2 separate regions of the Mus musculus genome follow, and region 2 is linked to region 1. Evidence: chromatin contacts called from public Hi-C data. All regions are on one chromosome and are shown on one strand. The core of a region is the stretch at or near the end of the contact, and the rest is flanking DNA. Distances in the headings are between cores, read along the strand shown.

What was found. Hi-C and Micro-C count contacts between places; a contact is called where the count stands out from the background.
Region 2: a Hi-C map of DN3 thymocytes shows a contact between it and region 1, with 2.2 times the contacts expected there. A contact is called at or near these places in 2 of 484 Hi-C or Micro-C datasets (CD8 T cells and DN3 thymocytes), 2 of 130 datasets of targeted methods (embryonic fibroblasts and pancreatic cancer cells) and 3 of 9 other capture datasets (adipose tissue, liver and pancreatic islet).

Annotation. Positions count from the first base shown.
Region 1 is chr19:32,290,906-32,295,217 of GRCm38.p6, reverse strand. The region is part of intron 2 of Sgms1 (sphingomyelin synthase 1); the gene reads left to right. Among named protein-coding and RNA genes, the nearest start is that of Sgms1, 95 kb to the left of the region's middle.
Region 2 is chr19:32,404,493-32,408,343 of GRCm38.p6, reverse strand. No RefSeq gene overlaps it. Among named protein-coding and RNA genes, the nearest start is that of 2700046G09Rik, 17 kb to the right of the region's middle.

The sequences.
Region 1 (4,312 bases), core at 1,323-3,822:
ACAGTGGATAGTATGCACTAGTTGTGTGGTTGAACACATGACTGCTCCTTTTTCATCGTGAAGCTATGTTTGCCTTCCTGGCTCTTGTCTTTAATAGACTCTGAGATAGAATAGCTTGAAGTTGACAAGAGTGAGGTTACAATTATTTGTCAGTACCAATAACTAATACTTATTAAGCACTTGCTGGGAAATAGGTACTGCCGAAAAACTTGTGGTTAACATATTGAATTGGTCCTTGAATCCCCCAAAGCAAGTGTTACTTCACTTCAGATTTTGTGAATTTTATGTGTGTTACTCTTGGAAAGACTTCGTGCTTTGAATCAGGGAGATTTTGATTTTCATAGCACTGTCAAAGCTGGGCTTTTCCTAATGAGAGGTCCGTAGTTTAAAGCTTTCAACTGTTGGTTATGTGTTCTGTTACGAAACTTCCATAAGGCAGAATTGCATATTCTGCTGAAATATCAACGTTGAAGGTTAGCTTGTTGGTAATTAACACAGGAGTTTTATTGTGTGCGGCATTCAGCATGGCCCTGGGGATGAGGGATGGACGTGACTATAACAGCAAGGGAATGAAGAAAAGGCAGACCCAGGGATACACACACAGCAAAGCAGGGGTCCTGTGGCCTGGCCTCTCTGAGGGAGGAACTGTAGCATCCTGGATGCTCAGTGTGTTTGTTATGTATGGTTGAGTGGGTGGACCAGGTAACTGCACACAGGAGAGCACAGAGGAGGTGTTACCACATGCAGAGAGTGAGGAAGCAGGGCTATGGCTTACACCTGGATCCAGGAGGCAGGTTTAGTTAATCTTGGTAGGGGCATGACTAGACATAAATATGGGGTGGGGGGTAGCTACAGTGGATGTTTTTTGTACACACTTATCAACATCACATCTGGACTGGAAGAAGGCCTTGGCTCCCTCTAAACTTCAGCCTGGGGACTGGGGGGCTTTGTCATTTTCCCTGTGGCCGAGGGTTTGAAAAATTCTGTCTATAGCTTTTTAGAGCAGAGCATACTTAAAACATTAATGGGGTTTCCTTGTTGTGTGTTTTCTGTTTTTCTCCTAGATTAAATTTTCTGTGTGAATTTCAGATCTTCAATTTTCACTGCCTTGTTTTCTCCTTTGATTCATGTATATATTTCTGTGTTTTAGAAATTGCTCATCTCTCCTAGCACCAAGCCCGCCTTAGATAGTGATCACAAAGTGTCTCCCAGGGTTGTCATGCTCCAGCAGGTTACAAAGAGGAAAAGCAGAAAGAAGGGCGCTCCATAGAGAGGCTATCATGGTAGCACATCTTGGCCTATATTCTGAGAATTAATGTGAACCTAGTTTATGGGTATTGGCCACTGATGAAGGATTCCAGTGAGCTGACACTTCCTGTCCTTTCAGTGATGACCTGAGGTCACCATTGATGCTCTGGGTTGTTTCCTCGTATCTCTCATTATCATGTTGAATTTTCAGCTAAGTATATTTCACATTGCTAGTGAAATGCATCGAAGCTCTGTGGCTCTGCCACTTGCTGCCTGTGATGCTGGGATTCTGTTGTAACTCCTTGCCTGTGTGGTCATTTGTGAAATGAGCTAAGGGTAACAGCATCCACTTGAAAGAACTCCTGGAGACAGAGTGTTCATCCATGCTTAGCACAGTGCAAGTGAACACCACAGCTCTGCCTTTATTTATTTTAAAGGTGGCCATGTGCTGAGAGAACACCAAGCCTGCTTCAGATAGAGATCACAAAATATTTCCCAGGGTTGTCATGCTCCAGCGGGTTGGCTAAGAGGAAAAGCAGAAAGAAGGATGCTCTGCTAGAGAGGCAAAATGTTCTTCACAGGAGATGGGGCCGGAAGTGAGAACGATGAAAGAAAGAGCTGGTGTGGAAATGATCAACCCACAGGACTCCCGTTCAGTTCCTGGGAGGTGGGAACCCACGGAAGAATCAGTGTGCAAGCTGATCCATGCTGACTCATGGAAAAACAGGATTCCACTGGAGATTCAGGGCGACCTGTGAGAAGGTGTTCTGAGGGGTCCTAGAAGATGGGCAGGCCAGCACCTCTCCATCACACTTGCTTTTTAAGTTCTGGGCCATTTGAAGCAAAACCAAAGAAAAACCAGGCTGCCCGAGCAGGGAATAGATTGGCTGCAGTGAGGAGTTCTCACTTGGAGAAAAGCCTGCGGAGACAGTAGTGCTAGGTATCCACTGCTGTGGTTCGTTCTCTGTCTGTCTGTCTGTCTCTGTGTGTGTGTGTGTATGTGCGCGTGTGCACAGTTAGTTTGGATCTGTCCTAGGCAGGGAAAGACAACTTCTCTGTTTTCCTACTATTGCAAAGTTCTCTTTCCTTATAGCATGTGACAAAAATATTTTTTTCTTCTGATTTTCTTCCAGTTAACTTTGTGTCTGGGTTTGCAATTTTTCTTTCCTTTTTTCTTGATTACTTCTAAATTCTTTGTAGATAGGTGTGGTTAGAAGTAAAAACAGAAAAGTGAAAGTACATCAGAAACTGAGTCGCTCCAAAATATGCACACATAAACAGGAAATATGTTTCCTAGCAACTAGCTTCGTTGACTTTGGCTGGAGACCTTCCTTCTGTGACTTGAAGAAAGAGTCATGGAAATACAGCTGTCAGAGAGGTGGATGGCCATGCAATGAGTGTCTGCTTCCTAGAACGAAGAGAGGCTTTTCTTTGTCATCTCATCTGGAATCGCTTCACTCCTCGAGAGCGATTTGGATACTGAGGGTTTTCAGAACAAATGAACAGGTGCACAGCTGAGCCGGTGCCAGAAAGTGACTTTCTTTGGAATGCTTACAGACTTTATTAAAATGTGCTGAATGAGTTTGATCCTTCACCATTCCCAGCGCAGCCTTACCTCATGCCAAAGGCATGGAAACGGTGAGAGGCAGCTAGAGGTGATCTTACATTTCCATAGAAAGTACAGCTCTCCATCCATGAGGCCGCTAGCAATGGCCGTCAGGGAGTCAAGACTGTGACTCACGAGAAGAGCCTGCTGTCCTGTCCTGGGGTTTGGCCTGTGCCTATTTTCTGCCAAAATAGACATGACTAACACAGGGAGAGCCTAGGGCCTCAGCAAGGAGATAAGAGATCTGTAAGCTCAGGGCTGTGGAGACTGGAATTTGCACAGCTATGTAATGGGAAGAGAAGTGCTGGGGTTGGAGATCTCTAGGATCAGGGAGCAGCTGCCTCGGGTAGTGAACAGAAAGAGGAAAGAAAGCAGGGTGCTGTGATACCAAGAGTTTGGAAGTTTGAGCATGTTAGCCATGCTGCCAACAGGTTGTGTCGGCTGCATGACAAGGGGGTAAGGGCAGTACCACAGAGGAAGGCTGCTTGCTTGCAGTACGGATGTAGTTGAAATGGATCCATCTTAATCCAATGTAGACCCTTGATTAACAGTTGGTAAGATCTACCAATAATTTAGCTGCCACAATGGAAATGAGCCCGCTCAAATTATCTACTTTATAACAGAAAGGGCCATGTGGCTCATATTTAGAATGAAGATCAGCGACGTGAAGCAGACTGACTGGAAACCAGTCATTCTGAATCTTGCTCTCTGTTATTCCCCGAAAAGTCCCCAGGACCCTTTGGACAAATTACCTCATCCAGAACAGAGACAGGACATATGCAGGGTAAGGCCAGAACATTTTTATTGTGAGAAAGTAAAGGAATAAAAGTGAGAAAAAAATAAATATGGCAAAAATATATAGTTGACGGCTTGAAGGAGCCCCCACTGGCCAAGTCTGAGTACCAGAGTAAATAAAGTACAGGAGCGACATAGGGATCTGTCATAAGAAGAGCAGGGTGTGTACTAGCCCTAACTACTTCACCAGTGAACAAACGATGAAGAATGCTGACAATGAATGAATAATAGTGTGGAAAGAATGTTGCAGTCAGGATGCTGCAGCTGTCAGGACATATAAGGCATGTAAAGGAGGCATCATGGACACCTGGGAAGTTTTCTTCTTACCTCTCCCCTGCCCCTTCTCCCCCTCTTCTTTTTTCTCCTTCTTCTCCTCTTCTTTCTCCTCCTCGTCCTTTTTATTCCACCCCGTCTGTCTTTTCCTTCATCCTATGCAGCTTACTGTATATCCCAGGCTGGCTTTGAACTCATGATCCCCCCCTGCTTCAGTTTTTCAAGTATCGAGATTATTACAGGGGTGGGAAAGGGGAATTTTGCGGTAGGTCATGATACTTGGATGGTCTTAAAATGTTTTCCTCTAGGTGAAACATTAGTTGCAAGGAGAATGGAGTGACTTCTTTTTATTGAACAAAGTAGGCATTGCTTTGGGATGAGACTAAACTT
Region 2 (3,851 bases), core at 139-2,638, 110 kb before region 1:
GGGGGTTCATGAGTCCCTCTGTGTGTGTGTGTGTGTGTGTGTGTGTGTGTGTGTGTGTGTGTGCATGTGTGTGTGTCTTCTTCCCATGTTTCACTGTGTGATGGTAGGCAGGGTTCTGTGTGTCTATGGTCTGCCTGTACTGTGGGTCTTTGGAAGACAGGTCTGTAGGCATCTTTCCCAGTCTGCATAGCATGACATGGCAGAACACAGTTTTGTCTTCCTCTTCTAGCTCTGTACTGCCTGAATTTGATTTGATTTGATTTTCATGTGTCCCAGGCACGAAACAGCCTTGGCCACCAAGCCAGGCATCAAGCTAGGATGAACAAAAGATTGCCATCAGCTCTGCCCCTGACTGACATAAAAACATTACAATCACCAAAGTGTCTCGTTGCCCCATTGCCAGGGGGATAGTAAAGGGTTTTAAAGTGTACAATTTGTCTCAATACATAAGTCATTTTATTTAAAAAAAAAATCCCAGGGCTGAGGAATGAAGTTTCACAAGTTATTTATTTTGTCTCCTAGCAGGGTTTCTGGTGGGAAATAATGAATAGAATTGTGTGATGGGCTGTTAAATTTGAAATTATATCACCATTATACAAAGGAAATAAAATAAATGGCCCATATTCCCTCCCTACCCCACACATAATGTAGCAAATATATAAAGTGAATGCAACCCTTCTTGGAGTGGTTTTGATGGTTGAGTTTATAATATAACATCTTGAAATAGGAGCAATCTCTCTCTCTCTCTCTCTCTCTCTCTCTCTCTCTCTCTCTCTCTCTCTCTCTCTCTGTGTGTGTGTGTGTGTGTGTGCATCTAACCAGCCACAGTACCTAGATGAAAAAGACATCCCTGGAAGCTACACCTTTGAAGGTTATACCTAGTCCCTGGTCTCTTCTTCTCTTTCTTTGCTTCTTGGCTGCCATAATCGATGCTAACCTATTCCACACAGCTCTCCCTACCATCATGGACTGAGGCTTTTATCTCTGTCTCTGTCCCCTAACCCCCCAACTTTGAAAGCAAGCAGCAGATCTGTGGCTGGAAGACTCAAAGAACAACAGCTTGTGCAAACCCCAAAGGGGCTGTGGTTATTGAAAAGAGAAGTAAGAAATAAAACAGAGATGGGCTTTTCATTTTCCTTGATTATCTTTCCAAAGGAGGAAACAACAGTCCCTTTCTACTTGCGGACAATGAAAAACGTGCTTGACCCGGAGAAAGCTTCCCCAGTATCTCGAAGGAGGCAGGAGCCAGGGATACTTGGTCCTCGTGTCTCTTGTGTATCATAGACACTTTCCCTTGTGCTGCTGTCAAACTGTCTGGGGCATTTGTTCAAACGTTATATTCACCATATACACACTTGTGGGTCGAATATGAAAGTACCTCTAGGTGCACATGCTGACTGCCTGGTCCCCAGATGCTGCTGCTATTTGGGAGGAAGTGGTGCTGTTAGGGGGCGGGGCTAGCTGGGAGGGGGGAGTACATCACCAAGGGAGGAGGAGGAGAAGGAGGAGAAGGGGGGGCTTATGCCTTTTTTTTCAATTTTTATTAGATATTTTCTTCATTTACATTTCAAATGCTATCCCAAAAGTCCCCGATACCCTACCCCCGTCCTGCTCTCCTACCCACCCACTCACACTTCTTGGCGCTGGCGTTCCCCTGTACTGCGGGCTTATGCCTTTGAAGGTTATAAATGCTCCCTAGCCGGGCATGGTGGCAGTTGCCTTTAATCCCAGCACTTGGGAGACAGAGGCAGGCAAATTTCTGAGTTCGAGGTCAGCCTGATCTACAGAGTGAGTTCCAGGACAGCCAGGGCTACACAGAGAAACCCTGTCTCGAAAAACCAAAATAAGTAAACAAACAAATAAATGCTCCCTACTCCCTACTCTCTTCCTTTCTCTCTGCTTCCTGGCCGCCATGATGGAAGCTGATCCACTCTACCCAGGTGTCTTCATCACTGTGAACCTCTCCAGCCACAAGCTAAAATAAATTATTGTTTCTTTAGCTACTTTGTCACAGCAATGAAGGCTTGCTAACACGACATTACCTGTTTCTTCATCTGTGAAATGGGGCTAAATTATAGTCTCTGCCTCATAGAACTATGAACATCGTAAAAGAATAACTGTGCAAAGTAAACGCAAGCGTGTATTAGTGCCTTTCACATAGAGTTAACTGTTCCCAGATTAATGTGTGCTGGGATGTTCACATTAGCCTAAATCTGTGGGAACCTCTTATGAATATTCTTGACAACTCACAAAGACCACGGAAAACTGCCTTTTAGAGACTAGGCACTTTCCAGTTCACTTATGGTGTTTAGCATGACAGACACGTTGTGGACACTCTCCAAAATGTCGTCCTCTCCTCGACTCAGTTGATGGTGTCTTCTTTAAAAATGAAACATGGGAAAGGGGGAACCACAGGACACATAGTAACTTAAGTTGCTCCCAAGTTGGTTTGTTGTGTGTATCTGTTGCCAAGGAAACAGGTTTTGCCTTTCAAATCAGAGTGTGGGAAAGTCAGAGTGCTGCCACTGATTTAGGCCTCAATGTGGGAAGCAAGGTAGCCTTTTTACTCCCTGTGGTACATGATTTACAGCCTGCAGTCACTGGGTGTCAATGTCTTCATGTCTAAAAATGGAGGAAGGTAGATTCAGCCTTCATAGTCTCTGGGAAAATGCTACTTCCTATGCTAAGAACAAATACTATCTCATTCTGGTGATGTCAGGTACCTGGAATAGACAGATTTGTAGATACCAACAAAAGTAGACTAGGGGATGGATGCCAAGGGCTTGGAATGAATATAGCAGTTCTGTTTGAAATAGATTTTAGTCCTGTCCATAAATATGAGTGCACTTAGTGTCATCAAATTGTATATTTTATCACGGAGACTGAATTTACCTATACACATATAACTGCTTCCTAGACAAAGCTTTGAGAGCAAGTAAAGTTTTTCCGAACTTTTTAGCTCAGCATCATGAGTTATTTAGTATTCAAAAGGAAGTTGGGATTTATGGACGATGGTCAAAATATCCCCTCCCCCATCCATCTTTTGGTTGATGTCACCTCTACTTTCCTTACACTCTCAATGGCACATCTCTGCTTGAAACCTTATTTCCAAGGTCTCTCAGAGGGACCCAGTGGGAGATAGTTCTACAGTTCCAGTTTTTGTACAAGTATCTGAAATGACTACATCAGGTCAGGGCCCAAGAGCCTTACTCAGCACACTTGCAGGGTGTGAATTTTTAGTGTGTCCTGTTTCTCTTTATCTCTCTCATTTTCCCTCCTTCCCCATCTGATATGGCCTTCCAAATTGACTTGGATCTTCTAACACCCTGCCTCAGCCTCCATGGGGTAGAGAGTGCAGGAATAGACTACTATGCTTGGTTGAGGGGGTCACAGTTTGGCAGTGTCTTACTGATGCTGCCCCCACTGACAGGAAATCATTTCATTTTCTTTGATGCAGTGTGCTCTCTTTGCAGTTCTCTCGATCCTGAGTCAGGAGTTCCTTGATGTTGATGTCCCTTGGTCTATAACTGTTGACTAGAGGGAACCAGATTTATAAAGGAGAAAGAAAAATACTTTCAAAATAATCCTATTTGTAATACTCATGTAAGGAGTTTGGCAACAACAACAATAACAAAAAGTCCAGAGCCCTTCAAGGAAAGAAAACTCTCCCCTTCCTATCCGTCTTTCCTCTTTCTGCCTCTGTTCATCAGCCTTCTCACCACCGTGGCAGCATGTCTGACACAAGCTACAGAAGAAGAAAGGGTTGTTTAGCTGATCGCTTGGAGGTTTCCGTTTGTTGTGGCAAAGTGGATATGGGTGGAATAGCTTGTATCATGGTGGTCAGGAAGGAG